Linked DNA regions of Mus musculus: regions 2 and 3 are each linked to region 1. The links are chromatin contacts, called in public promoter capture Hi-C maps. All regions are on one chromosome and are shown on one strand. Each heading gives the region's core, a stretch centred on a gene start, on an enhancer-like site or on the middle of the called end of the contact. The rest is flanking DNA. Distances are from core to core; before and after follow the strand shown. Region 1 holds the start of Trim21 (tripartite motif-containing 21). Region 2 has its middle 7.4 kb from the start of Hbb-y. Region 3 holds the start of Olfr649 (olfactory receptor 649).

Region 1 (4,666 bases), core at 1,616-4,115:
GTGAGTACTTTTGTGATAACTCAGACCATACGTATATACTACATATGCAGTGCATCTCTAGAGAAGAGTTCTTTATTCTTGGTCTTCTGTCTTACTGTTTTCTTTGCTGTTTTTCTCTTTCCTTCCGACAATGAAGGTTTTGTATTCTGAAATGAATAATTTGGTTTAAAATCTTTATATGGAAGAATTCTTTTATTGCTGTTTCTTTATTTCCTTGTAAAGATAGCCTGTTCTCTCATAGTTCCTCTTCACATAAAATTATACCTATATGGCATATGATAAAGGACATTTCTTGTAAAGTGTTCATCTTTTCTGTGACTAAATAGCAGTAATAAACATAAAATAAGAAATTTTTTAAAAAGATTTGAGTTTCCCTTCACTTCCTGTGGGAAGTGAAAGGAGGAAGTAGGTGGCTCCTGGAGGAAGTAGAAGTGCTGCCATAAATAACATATATAATAAATCATGTAATATGCTATATCATCATATATTATATTGCTTTTAGCCTGTTTTTTACTGTTTCTAAGAAAAATCTGAGCAGTTTTCTGGTGAATTTTTTACATTATTTACATTAAATATTATTTATGTTAAATAAATCAAATTTTTCTAACAAAATAAGTAATATTCCAGCATATCTGTTTTCTCTCCTACATTGTATCTACCAAGCATCACCATTTTTAACTTTGCTCCATTAAGCTCTTTCCAAAGCATTACCTGTAACCAGTAACTGTTTTATATATAATTCCTAGTAATGAGGTTATGGAAACCATCATCTTGAGTGTGCATCATCAGAACAGGTGGTCAGTAAAACTGGGCCATGACTTGTTGAGAGTGGAGGTGTGGCACCAAATTGAAAATCTCATCTATGTCTGTGTCTTAGTGAAATTAATAGATCGAGATAATGATGACGACGATGGTGATGATGATATGACAGTAACAAGAAGTGAAGCTATGGATTAGGATCCTTATTTTTAAAAAAGAAAGAAAGAAAAAGAAAGGATACAAAGAGAAGGCCTTGTCTTTGAGGAAAAGAGCAAGTCTGGAAAGACCAGTCTGCTGCTGCCTTACTTCCCATCCTCCACAACTATAAAAAAGAAAGGTATGTTTTTTTTAATGAATTACTCGATCTGTGATATTTTATTATAGGGATCAACAAAGGCTTTAACCATGAGAGTAAAGGGCTATAATTCTGATACATTGTTAAAACCAGCAAGTGGTCAGCCCTCCGTCATCCTTTTTGGTTTGGTTTGGTTTTTCTTGGTTTTTCGAGACAGGGTTTCTCTGTATAGCCCTGGCTGTCCTGGAACTCACTTTGTAGACCAGGCTAGCCTCGAACTCAGAAATCCGCCTGCCTCTGCCTCCGGAGTGCTGGGATTAAAGGCGTGCGCCACCACACCCGTCATCCTTTCTTGTCCCTCTCCCACACCCGTTGGTCCTTTCTTGTTTCCAACTGGTCCTCCTTCTGCTTCCATATTTTTGGGGGCTTCTTAAGTCACTAAATTAGAAATAAGTAGAAGAAGCTTTTCCTGTCCTGGACAAAATGTACTTGCATATCACCAGGGACAACTTGGGTTGCCAATACACACTCAAGTTAGTAGAGAATATGATTAAAACCCAAAGTATAAACATCTCACTTCACCAACACACTAATAATGTGCTAGACAATAATATCAATAGCATTAATTCTTCCCAAATAAAGACTTGGGTCATTTTGTCAGGGAGAGGGAAGTTTGAAATATCAAAGTACTATCTGTGAGTGAAGGGAGTTTGGGTCTTCAGTAGGTGGGGTCTTCAAACAATTACCAAGGTGGGAGCTGAGGCAGCTCTGAGTACAATATGTTAGTAGTCCTGTGTGCACATTATAGAGTATATATCAGCACACCCCTAGGGTGTGCATTAATCTCTCTATCCAGTGTGTAAACTGAAACAGAGCATCCTCTGGTGGTGAATAGCAAAATAGACATTGACTCTACCCTCTGCCTTATTTTGGGACCCAAGTTCTTTGCCTGCAGGAAATAGCAGCAGACCTTCCGTGGTAGAAGCAGAGTCGTTTTCTGATGTTTATAGATGTCTTCGTCCTTTCGGATGCTTGACTCTTTTTCATTCTGCTTTCTAGGACTGTTGTGCTCCAGGAACCAAGCCCCAGTACAACAGCACAATCTAGACAGTAGATGTTGCCTGGCGGCCTTTCACTAAGAGAGATCTCTTAAACAGGACTAGAAATTTCAAATCACAGAATGGTTTTGTTTCCTAAATATAATAAATAGCGAGGAAAATTCCACTGCTGTTTTTAGCGCAAGTTATAATACAATATCAATTGTCCATAAGTCTTAACTCCCTTCACTGGTACAACACATACCTTGACATCATAAAGAATAAATTTCTAGCCCCAAACTATTTGAAAAGAGCAAAATCACACAACAGAGTGGTGGGAAATGGGTATACTTCAAGTACTCTGTACAATTAATATATACTAATAAAAAACAGTGACGGTGGCGGGATCAGTCTTGGGGGAAGCTATCCATCCCTGTAGGAAACAGATGGTGACTCCTCCCTCTCCCATTCAGACCTCTTCTCTCAGAAGCTCCCAGGTAAGAAGAAAAGACCAGTGTCAAAGATCGATATCCTGTAGATTACATTCTGTTAAAGGGGACAAGGGGGCCTTAGAGAGACCCAGGAGGACAGGTACTGAGTTTTTTCCCTGCCTGTGGCCAGGAGTCAGTTTCTTGCACCTCTGACCTCTCTCCTCCCACTCTCTGCCCTGTCTCTGCCCAGTCTCCGCCCAGCCTCCGCCTTCTCTGCCTCTAACCTCCTCTTGCCACTCAACTCCTCACTCCTCCCCTTGCTCCTCCCTCTTCCTGCTAGACCTGCCTCTGAGAGGAAACTGAAAGTGAAATTTGGACTGCAGGCTTGCAAAAGCGAAGCTGGGAGCACATAACTAAAGCTGAGGACCCTGGTTAGGTGAGTGAGACTGGGACCCCTGGCCGGCCTAGGTGGGCTCTTTATCCCCACACCAGATTCAAGGAGCCTCTTCCCATCAGCACCCCACACTCGGGAATTTGCGAACCCACCTGCTGCTTCTTTTCATCAGAGTTGTCTTGTCCTAGCCCTGCAGAGCTGCCCATGCTGGCCTGTGGAAGCTGGGCTCTGAAAGTGACTTTCCTAGTGCCCTGGACTAGCTGAGACGACAGTCCTAGCAAGGGCAGGAGAAGCAGGGTGGTGACCTAGGCCAGAGGGGAGCTCAGGGAAACCCTTACCCCTTGAAGATCCCTGCTTGAGGAGAGTGCTATCCATGTAGAAATTTCTGTGGATTTAAGATACTCCACACCCTAAAGGAAGTTGAGACTAGGTTTGGAGCAGCTTAGAGAAGAGCCCAGGGAGTGCTCCCCAAAAATGTTCACCGGTGAGCACACCTGCATGTTATGTACATAGACATTTATAGAGGGGAACATATGGGCACGCCTACATTGATGCATTTGTGCACAAGTATAGTTTGCATATAAAAACATCAATATATGTGTACATACATATATAAAAACATGCATATACACACATGCAACTCTTATAACTGGGCCATATACTCTTAGACAATGTACTCCGGATAATGAATGACATCTTACATGAACCTGAGTGGGGTCGCTAATGACACACCTAGGCTGCATTGTGTTGCCTATTGCACAACCACCATATGTGCAGCCTGTCATATTTGACAAAATGTCTACTATGATGTATAGCTGCATAAACCTTGACTCCTAATGCCTGACCCCTGTGGTTTCTGCCAAGATTAATGAAGACTAGTATGAGCTAACTCTGGTTGGAATATGGAGGGTCTGTGGTGATATGGTAAATGGTCGTTACTGCCATGACTGACGTCTCTGGGCAGTAGAGGCATAAGATGACAGAAAGGAAATGGGAGACGCCTAGACAGTGAGGGTTAAGCAGGGATGGGTGTGGTGACGGTGGAGCTGTTAGCAGCGTTACCCCCACCAGTTTTCTCTGTCTCTTCTAGAAACTCGGTTTCCCCTTCTGCCTGGCTTGCTCAGTGGGTGAGGCCGGAGGAGAGGCTCCTGTCATTCAGGTTGGTGCTTTTGCCTTCTGCCTTTCCCTCCTGTGTCATCGCTTGTCCACCTTGGCATTATTTGGGGGAGTTTGGGGTTTGCCTTGCTTTTGCTTTTGTCCTACAAACTCTCATTTTTATCTCTTCGCCCCTCTGCATCTCTCAAGATTCCACGGCAGATATCACCCTCTACAACCTCAAAAATGTCTCTGGAAAAGATGTGGGAGGAGGTCACCTGTTCTATCTGCCTGGATCCCATGGTGGAGCCTATGAGTATCGAATGTGGCCATTGCTTTTGCAAGGAATGCATTTTTGAAGTTGGGAAGAATGGGGGCAGTTCATGTCCCGAGTGCCGGCAACAGTTTCTGCTCCGAAACCTCAGGCCCAATAGACATATAGCCAACATGGTGGAAAACCTTAAACAGATAGCCCAGAATACCAAGAAGAGTACCCAGGAAACGCACTGCATGAAGCATGGAGAGAAGCTTCACCTATTCTGTGAGGAAGATGGGCAGGCCCTTTGCTGGGTGTGTGCCCAGTCTGGGAAACACCGGGACCACACCAGGGTCCCTATTGAAGAGGCTGCTAAGGTATACCAGGTAAGGCCTTAGC
Region 2 (4,351 bases), core at 397-2,896, 1.3 Mb before region 1:
AGGAGAGGCCCTTGGTCCTGTGAAGGTTCTATGTCCCAGTATAGGGGAATGCTAGGGCCAGGAAACAGGAGTGGGCTGGTTGGGGAGCAGGGGGGAGAGGATAGGGGATTTTAGGAGGGGAAACTAGGAAAGGGGATAACATTTGAAATGTAAATAAAAAAATATCTAATTAAAAAACAAAACAAAAAGAAAATGGCTAAATAGGAATGCTGGATAGAGAAGTTTCCTGTACAATGAGTTATATTTAAGTATCTCCTGAAAAGTTGTATTTGGAGACCTCAATATTGTTTTACAATATTATGAATCTGCTTAAGTTAGAAATTCAAATGATAGTGGAAATTGTAAAGCCACCTGTGGATTAAGTATTCAAATACAGCCTGGGAGAGACATCCAGCATTCAAACCCTAATCCTCACTTTCTCCATTTTGTAAAATGTGAGATAGAAATTTTGAGGGGAGAAGTAGATTCCTCAAGGCCACACAAATAGAAAGGCCTAGAACCATACTTGGGTTCAAGGGTAATTTTAAAGTTTTTGTAATCCTATCCTCTTCCCTTGCCTGTGGCTCTTGCTTAAAACACAAGCTATATTATTATTCTGTGTTTTACAACTTGAAGAAGCCAAGCAAATTGCTCAAGCTTACAGAGGAAGTAGGTAATATTTCTAGGATAAGCAGTCCCTGCCCTTTTCCTTTCTTTTTTCTTTTCTTCTTTCTTTCCTTCCTCCTTTCCTTACTTCTTTCTTTTCTTCCTTCATTTTGAGTCAGGATTTTACTATATAACTATGCTATCATGGAACATACTATGTAGATCACGATTGACTGGTACTCACAGAGATCTGCCTGTCCCTGCCTCGTGAGGTCTTAGACTAAAGTTGTGACCTCCTTCACTCTATATCCAACTAAAACGCTGACCATTGATGGCTTAGTTTAACTAGAAATTGCCTTGAAATCATTGCAGACATTCACTGGTACCCTGTTTCCTTATCTGACCTGCTTTAACTGGGTAAGCTTATGAAAAGTCTTGTGTAGAAGAGAAAGGGAGAACAGCCTGTGCTAAATGAGGAAGCTGCCTTGCCTGTTCCTGCTCAGTGGGGTTTCTGGCTATACTACATCAACTGAGTCAGTGCATCTTGACTAGTTCCCACACCTTTCTCTGAACAGAGAGAGTAAAGGGCTCAATAAGAAAAATACAGTTTATGGTCTGTACGTTGTATTACATGTCATCCCTTACTTTCTAAAAGGCATCTTCACTGAGAAAGACATGGATTTCTAACCTTACAATCTCTACAAAGTTCAGAATATATAATAATCTTGAATTATGATTAACTGTTAATTTTGACCAGGTCTTCTGGCAGACAGGTCACATGTGTTAGTATCACTTATTCCTCAAGTGTTGATGTTAGTATCAGCATATTACCGATGTTCCACAAACATTTCCTGAATGACTGTTAAGCTTCCTACACATTAACGAGCCTCTGCATTTTTTCCAGCTTCCATCTATGATTTAAGTAAACTCTAGTTTTCCACTTCTTCATATTCTCTCTCTAGATCTCAATTATTGCAGTACCACTGTCCAAGGGCAGAGGAGGTTAGCTGGGCCCAGGCGGAGTCAGTTCTCCACTCCCCACCCTGTGGGTGTGTTCAGCCTTGTGAGCCAGCATCTAGCTTGAGCACAGCAGTGCTGAGTCATGCTGAGTCATGCTGAGGCTTAGGGTGTGTGGCCAGATGTTTTCAGCTGTGACTGATCAGTGCTATCTGGGTCTCTAGGAGGAAGTCCACAGGGAAGGTGAAAAGAAAATAAGTTTGCTACCTGAAGAAAACATTACTTACACCAGCATTACAATGAAAAGGGGACCCTGCCTTGCTGTGTGACATAACCTAGAATATTTTATTTTCTAGTTAAAAATTACTTCTCATGATCTTTATTAGATGTTATAACAAATCATTTTTTATAAATGTAAAGTTTATTTAGACTCATACCTAGAAGCAACAGAATCACACATTTTAGTACACACACACACACACACACACACACAAGAGTTTTGTTCATAAACTATGCAATTGTTAATGAAATGCTATTTGGAATGGGCTTGAATTCATTGCAGACATTCACTGGTACCCTGTTTCCTTATCTGACCTGCTTTAACTGGGTAAGCTTATGAAAAGTCTGGTGTAGAAGAGGAAGGGGGAATAGCCTGTGTTGTTAGAGTTAGGGTCATTGGATCTGTACTAGGTAGTTCCCTGGCAAGTTCACATTTACCCTGTAATCTAGCACAGAACCTTAGTTTAGGTTAGAATCAGTATTGTAAATTCTGGTTAAGTGAATTCTACCATTCTCACATCATTGTGAACATGAGAGGTACTCATCAGGGATGTAGGAATTACCCCAGAAAGACAGGTGATATTTTGGGGTACAAATGCGCATTTGGAGGAAGAAAAGGAAGCACCTAGCCCTCCTTAGTTACTCTACAGCCACTGCTTTGGAACCAAAGGCCTTCTCTGCACAGATGTGTTTCCTCTGGTTGTTCTGTCATCAGAGTTTCCTCTCTTCAAAGAAAAAATAAACTTCTTCCAGCCAAAAAGCCATGGCTTTTAAGCCACTAGTTACCATCCATGAGAGATATTGCCTGATATTGTTTTGACAGTTCTAATATGTAGAAATGTTCCAAAGATGATTTTTAATTTCTCTAATTTCCAATCTAGTAGAACTTCCAAGGTATTTCTTAGGTCATGATTATAATAACCACAGGTATAGATAGAGGTTAGCACAAATTTACTGCTTATTGAGCCTCAAAATTCTTATACTAATACATGCTCCAGTTTAGAAATTAGCATGCATTAGTGGGAGCATGAGTGTGCGCAATCATGGCAGGCATCCTGCAAAGGAATAGATTATGAGACTAGCATTGTGCCAACAGCTCAGTTATTACTTTTATTCATTTCCTTTAGGGAAAGGAGAGTCATGGTCTGGAGAAAGCATGTTAGGTCCAAAATGTCTCTAGGGTAGCCAATAGGGAACTGTTCTTTTCTACAGTTTTCTATTAGGCCAGTTCCTTAATTACTAACTTTTTAATTACATATCAGACTCAACAGTTAAAAACCCCTTGCTCTGAAGCCTTTTAGTTGCTTTATAATATTTTGAGCCCCTCCTTTGATCTTTTGGGTTGTTTGTTTTCCTTTTTGAAAAATTGCATCTCAGTTGTATTTTGAGAATGTGATTTATTTATTTCCTTGGCTCTGTAGACTTCATAAATTATATTGCCATGGTACACTTGAAAATTTTGGTAATAGCCTCACATTTATTACAATATCTGTACACTTTTATATGTATTACATGAAACGTATTTATCAGGCTTTCCTAAGCCAGATCCTCAAACACTCTCCCATAACACATACCTCTTATCTACTCATGAAGGAGCAATGATGGGACAAAGAAGGCAGGAGCCCAAACACACTGGCTTCCCCCAATCTCACGGAGGCCTCAACCTTGACTCAGCTCTGTGCAGCTCTGGCTCTTATCTGTCACCACAGTCTGTGACCCCACCCAGCTGACACTACCCCAAGTCCCAGAAGAAGAAAAACACCAGTTCTTTCTACTTCTACTTATTTAAATAAAATAAAAGAAAGCCTTACACCCCTGGACAGATAAACAAGAATAAAAGAAAGAAGAAAGAAAAGAAGAAAAAAGAAGAACATGGAGGAAGAAAATTGGTCCAGTCAGAAATTGTAACAAAGGCTTGAGTGAGGCAGGATTATTGAGAATTGGTCTCTTGGCACCTTGGTCTAGGATCCTGAAAAAGGAAAGCTTCTTCCGTTTATAGATGCCTTAGACTCACTGAACTAGAGGCTCAGATGACTTACTTTCAGAATGGCTTTTTCGTGTTATGAATTTTGGGGCAAGAACAATCACTAAATATTACCAACTTCAGGGACAAAGAGCACAGGGTCTCAGTTTCTCACAATGTCACTGGGAATGACCTTGCTAAAGGATGGAGTCTGGCCATTGTCAGGGTAGTTATTATTTAATCTCTTCTTACTTGGCCAATCCTCATATCTTTTCCCACAGAGATGTGAGTTTACAGTTCAGGAAATTCCCTAAGTTATAACTTCCACCTAGGACACTAAATGCTGAAGAGGTATGCCTAGCTAAAATATAGCATTTTTACTTTTTTTTTTTATAAATTTCAAATATTACCAAATCAAAAATTGCCAAATTCAGGCAAAAGATACCGTCAATAAGACAAAAAGACCACCAGCAGATTGGGAAAGGATCTTTACCTACCCTAAATCAGATAGGGGACTAATGTCCAATATATATAAAGAACGCAAGAAGGTGGACTCCAGAAAATCAA
Region 3 (4,703 bases), core at 1,563-4,062, 1.6 Mb before region 1:
TTTTAAAGAAAAGATTCTATATGGTCACAGACATCTACAGTTAATGAATAGATGTCAAAAAATTTGGGGAGATTTTCTTGGAGGATAATAATGAAACAGGAAACGTGGCTGCATGGATGGTACATCACTGGGGACAGTTAGTTCAAATAATTACATGACAAAGGAAGATTCACAAAGGTTGGTTAGGTGGCTGATAGGCAAAGATGCTTGCTTAACAAGCCTGTGACCTGAGTTGGATCCCTGAAACCCATAGAAGGAGAGAACAAACTCCATAAAGTTGCCTTCTGACCTCCACTTGGGTGCAGTGGTCTGCCTACACACAGTAACCACAATTAAATTCTAGGAAATGCCTGTAAGTGATATGACTTACATTTTCATTAAGGAGTGTTCCCTTCAATGGTTTACAGGCCCCTTTTCTCTGTGTAATGGTTACATACTAATTTCCTTAAGATATTTTTAAGTTGCTCTATTGTGTGTGTGTGTGTGTGTGTGTGTGTGTGTGTGTGTGTGTGTGTAGTTTGCAGGAGTCAGTTTCTCCTCCCACTCTTTGGATCCCAGGCATCAAACTTAAGTTACTGATCTTGAAGGCAAGGGCCTTTACCTGCCAATACTTCTCACTGACCTCAAAAGTGCTTTCTCTGATTTCCATTTTGCTAAGCTTTATTTTATCATATTTAAATTTATCCAAAATATGCCTATTTATCCTTTTATTTTATCTGTTCTCCATTATTTTGTGTGTTTCACATGTCAGCAACATATAATTGGATTTTATTTGGAAAACCTTTACTGAGTGTGCAGATTTTAAAATTGAAAATTTGTTCAGACAATGTTGTAGTCGTTAGTGGTATGTTTATTATACTGTTGGCAGGTTTTGCATTTTTTAGTTTGCTATGTGTTCTTTACACTATGCAATCCTCTGCCTATTGCTATTCTGATAATACGTATTTTCTGTTTTCCATAAAATTACCGGCTGTGTAGTGAATTTTGCTTGTGAACATAGAGGTTTTGGAAAAGGCTTGGTGTTTGATTTCGACTATGAGACTTATTGTTCAATTATTGTGTAGTCTTTGGAAGAGAGTGTGTTGCTCTCTGGGTTAGTTTCTACATCTGCAAAATATGGATAATATTATGATGTGTCTTGTAGGTTTTGTTTGTTTCTTAAAGAGAGGGCCTCATATATCCCAGACTGGCCTCAAATTTGCTATTTAGCTCGGGATGAATTTAACTTCTGATCTTCCCTAGTGCTGGGATTACAGGCATGTGGTGGCACCAGGACGTGGGGGGAGGGTGATAAATCTTCTTTCTATAGGCAAAGCAGGCACTATACCATCCAAGCCAGGCCCCAATCTTCTTAGATGACGTTTAGGAAAGTTACAAAAGTGGTTTCATGCTAAGATTTTTCAATTGTCGAATGCTGAAAATTCTCAAAACAAATCTGAGTATTGGGGGGGCGGGGCGGGTATTGCTTCAACTCAGCATTTAGAATAAAAAAATTCTGTGTTCACCCACTAGAGGTCCTTCCAGCATTATATTTAGAAAATACAAAGACTCAGTCTTCTCCAACTCTTAAGCGTTTTCTCCTTCATCCTTAAGGTAGATTGGAGGCTCAGCTTCATATCTACTTCACGAGGCGGCATCAGGCAGTCCTGTCTCAGAGAGCTTGTTTCTGCAGGTTCCAAGGAGGACAGTGACCGAAACTGGGGTGGGTTGGTGTTTTGACAGATCTGGGTTCCGCTTAGGACTGTTCCTTTTACATCTTAAAATCTCTTGTGAATCCTTGCCATTTCACAAGATCTGCATGTACCACCAGGTAAAGGGTGACCCCATGAAAGAATACTGGTCATGGAATCTAGTGATTTGGCTCCTTGGCCAGAGGGATGACTTGAGTTTCTCAAAACAAAACAAAAGAAAAAGAAACAAATCCTTCCCCCCACCTCCCCCAAACAAGGTATAACTGTGTATCCTTGGCTGTCCTGGAACTCTGTAGACCAGACTGGCCTCAAAATTACAGATTATCTGCCTGCCTTCGCCTTCAGAGTGCTGGGGTCAACGGAATGCGCCACCACCATCTGGAGACAAAATTCATTTTTAACGAAGGGTTTCTAAATGAGATAACACATTAGACATGTTGGAGTAAAGTAGGCATCCAAAATTGTTAAATTACTTCATGTTCCCGATAGTGGGACATTCTCTTTAGTGTAATCCTATTCCTGAAGGCAGTTAGAATACTTTTCCCTATACATATCCATGCAGTGATGAATTATATAGACTCAGGGAAAACATGGTCATTTAAATAGGATTAGCATTTTATAAACTGGACAAGTTATTTCTCTTGATTTGGTTTCTATTGAAATGTGGGAATTAACACCAGGGGTCTGATAGCTCTTTGTTAAAGTCATGACCATGACTCTCTTTGGGGTGGAGGGGAATTTGTTTGTTTATTTATTTACTTTGTATGTGAGTGTTTTGCCTGAATGTATATATGTGTATTTATTATGTGTGTGCCTGTTGCCTGCTTAGATCAGGATGTGGGACTGGATTTAGCAGGTGACTGTGAGCCACCATATCCACAAAATAAGTGTCAGAAATCGAACATAAGTCCCCTGGAAGAGAGGCCAGTGCTCTTAACCACTGAGCCATCTCTCCTGCCCATGAGTATTGCTCTTAATGGTAATCGGATTTTCTTTTTCAAATATAGAAAACAGAACTGCTCCCAAAGAGTTTGTGGAGAAAGAGTGAGTGCACAATTGCTCATGCTCACCATACACGCTTGATTTTAGGACAGAAGAACTAATTATTCTTCAGATCTCAATGGTTATGCACAACGTGAGTAGCTACAACACTGGCCCCTTCACTCTCTCGGGCATCCCTGGACTTGAGCAGTACCATGTCTGGATCAGTATCCCTTTCTGCTTTATCTATCTCGTGGCCATCCTGGGCAACAGCATCCTTCTCTACCTTATTGCAGTGGAACACAGTCTTCATTCCCCCATGTTCTTCTTCCTTTCCATGTTGGCCATGACTGACCTCATATTGTCTACCACCTGTGTCCCCAAGACCCTTAGCATCTTTTGGTTTGGTCCTCAGGAAATCAGTTTTCCTGGATGTCTGACTCAGTTATTCTTTTTACACTACAGCTTTGTCTTGGACTCAGCTATCTTATTGGCCATGGCATTTGACCGCTATGTGGCCATCTGTTCACCCTTGAGGTATACCACTATTCTCACACCCAAAACCATTGTCAAAATTGCTGTGGGAATCTCTTTCCGAAGTTTCTGTGTTTTTGTGCCATGTGTTTTCCTTGTGAATCGCCTACCCTTCTGCAGGACACACATCATTGCCCATACCTACTGTGAACACATTGGTGTTGCCCGGCTGGCATGTGCAGATATCTCCATCAACATCTGGTATGGGTTTTGTGTCCCCATCATGACAGTGATTATAGATGTGATCCTCATAGCCATCTCCTACACTCTCATTTTATGTGCTGTTTTTCGCCTTCCCTCCCGAGATGCACGCCAGAAGGCCCTGAGCACCTGCGGTTCCCATGTCTGTGTCATCCTCATGTTCTATATACCAGCCTTCTTCTCCATCCTTGCTCATCGCTTTGGGCGAAATGTCCCCCGCACTTTTCATATTATGTTTGCCAACCTGTATGTAATCATCCCACCTGCACTCAACCCTATTGTCTATGGAGTGAAGACCAAGCAGATCCGGGACAAAGCCATTCTTCTGCTCTTCCCCAAATGATCTCAGTGACTGAAGTCTTGGATCTTGGGCCATTTCATAAAGTATAGTAGGTAAAAGGCTGAACCAGCAACCACTGACCTCCAGGAGACGACACATGGAGCTATTGGGGTTTTGCTTTCTTAGTTATTTTATGCAGAAGCCTCCTCAACCATTTTAGTTTTAGGAAAAGAAGCTCAGAGTTTAGAAGATAAAGGTATTTATCTCGCTTCTGAAAATAAACAACTTATCTTAAGGAGAATCTTTCAATTCTTTTTGGCTGTGCTAAGGTAATAAAGACTCATTGATAACAATGGAAGTTGCTGTTCTGTTTTCACTTAAAATATTTGTGACAAATCAGTTATTTTTTTACACACACCTTAATTCTGTATTTATGCATCATAGTAAGGTAGAAAATTTACTGCTGATCCTATAGATTTCTATATTAAGAAAATTAAATTTGTTCATTTGTGTGTGCATACATGTATATGTGTGTGTGTGTGTATATCAATACGGACACGTGCATGACACAGTTTTCATGTGGAGGCCAGAGGACAACTTGTAGGGAAGGTAGTCCTCTATTTCCACTATGTAGGTTCTGAGGATCAAAGGTAGGTTTTCTACCTTGGGGACAATGACCTTTACTTGCTGAGACATCATGATGTCACAAGTTTCTAGAGTTTGTTTGTTTGTTTTTAAAGATTTATTTATTTATTTAAATGCACGTGAGTACACTGCTGCTCTCTTCAGACACATCAGAAGAGGGAATCAGATCCTATTATAGATAGTTGTGAGCCACCATGTGGTTGGTGAAAATTGAACTCAGGACCTCTGGAAAAGCAGTCAGTTCCCTTAACTGCTGAGCCGTCTCTCCAGCTAAAGTTTCTAGAATTTTAATATGGTTGTTATTATTTATTTCTAAACAACATTAGTTATGTGTCCTGATAACTACCAGGTGCATAGACAATGTTTATCAA

The links. Promoter capture Hi-C pulls out the DNA fragments that hold promoters and counts their contacts.
Region 2: a contact with region 1 is called in a promoter capture Hi-C map of embryonic stem cells, with 8 times the contacts expected there. The contact joins the enhancer-like site here to the promoter of Trim21 in region 1. A contact is called at or near these places in 13 of 39 promoter capture datasets (the 3T3-L1 cell line, the HPC-7 cell line, HPC-7-derived erythroid cells and 10 more) and 2 of 115 datasets of contacts at active chromatin or transcription factors (embryonic stem cells and large pre-B cells).
Region 3: a contact with region 1 is called in a promoter capture Hi-C map of liver, with 3 times the contacts expected there. The contact joins the promoter of Olfr649 here to the promoter of Trim21 in region 1. A contact is called at or near these places in 9 of 39 promoter capture datasets (the 3T3-L1 cell line, the HPC-7 cell line, HPC-7-derived erythroid cells and 5 more) and 1 of 115 datasets of contacts at active chromatin or transcription factors (large pre-B cells).

What each region holds. Positions count from the first base shown.
Region 1 is chr7:102,563,681-102,568,346 of GRCm38.p6, reverse strand. Trim21 (tripartite motif-containing 21) reads left to right here and starts at 2,865. Exons shown (of 8, transcript NM_009277.4): 1 at 2,865-2,958; 2 at 4,007-4,075; 3 at 4,222-4,653. The coding sequence starts at 4,258.
Region 2 is chr7:103,858,431-103,862,781 of GRCm38.p6, reverse strand. No RefSeq gene overlaps it. Among named protein-coding and RNA genes, the nearest start is that of Hbb-y, 7.4 kb to the right of the region's middle. RefSeq lists enhancers at 1,548-1,882, 946-2,092, 972-2,118, 2,664-4,351. Within about 2 kb of position 1,646, at least 88 of the 459 cell types and tissues checked have an H3K27ac peak or open chromatin away from gene starts, as enhancers often do. A contact at or near this core is called in the HPC-7 cell line, the SN4741 cell line, embryonic stem cells and 2 more, where this site is marked.
Region 3 is chr7:104,188,314-104,193,016 of GRCm38.p6, reverse strand. Olfr649 (olfactory receptor 649) reads left to right here and starts at 2,812. Exons shown (of 1, transcript NM_147055.1): 1 at 2,812-3,750. The coding sequence starts at 2,812. The coding sequence ends at 3,750.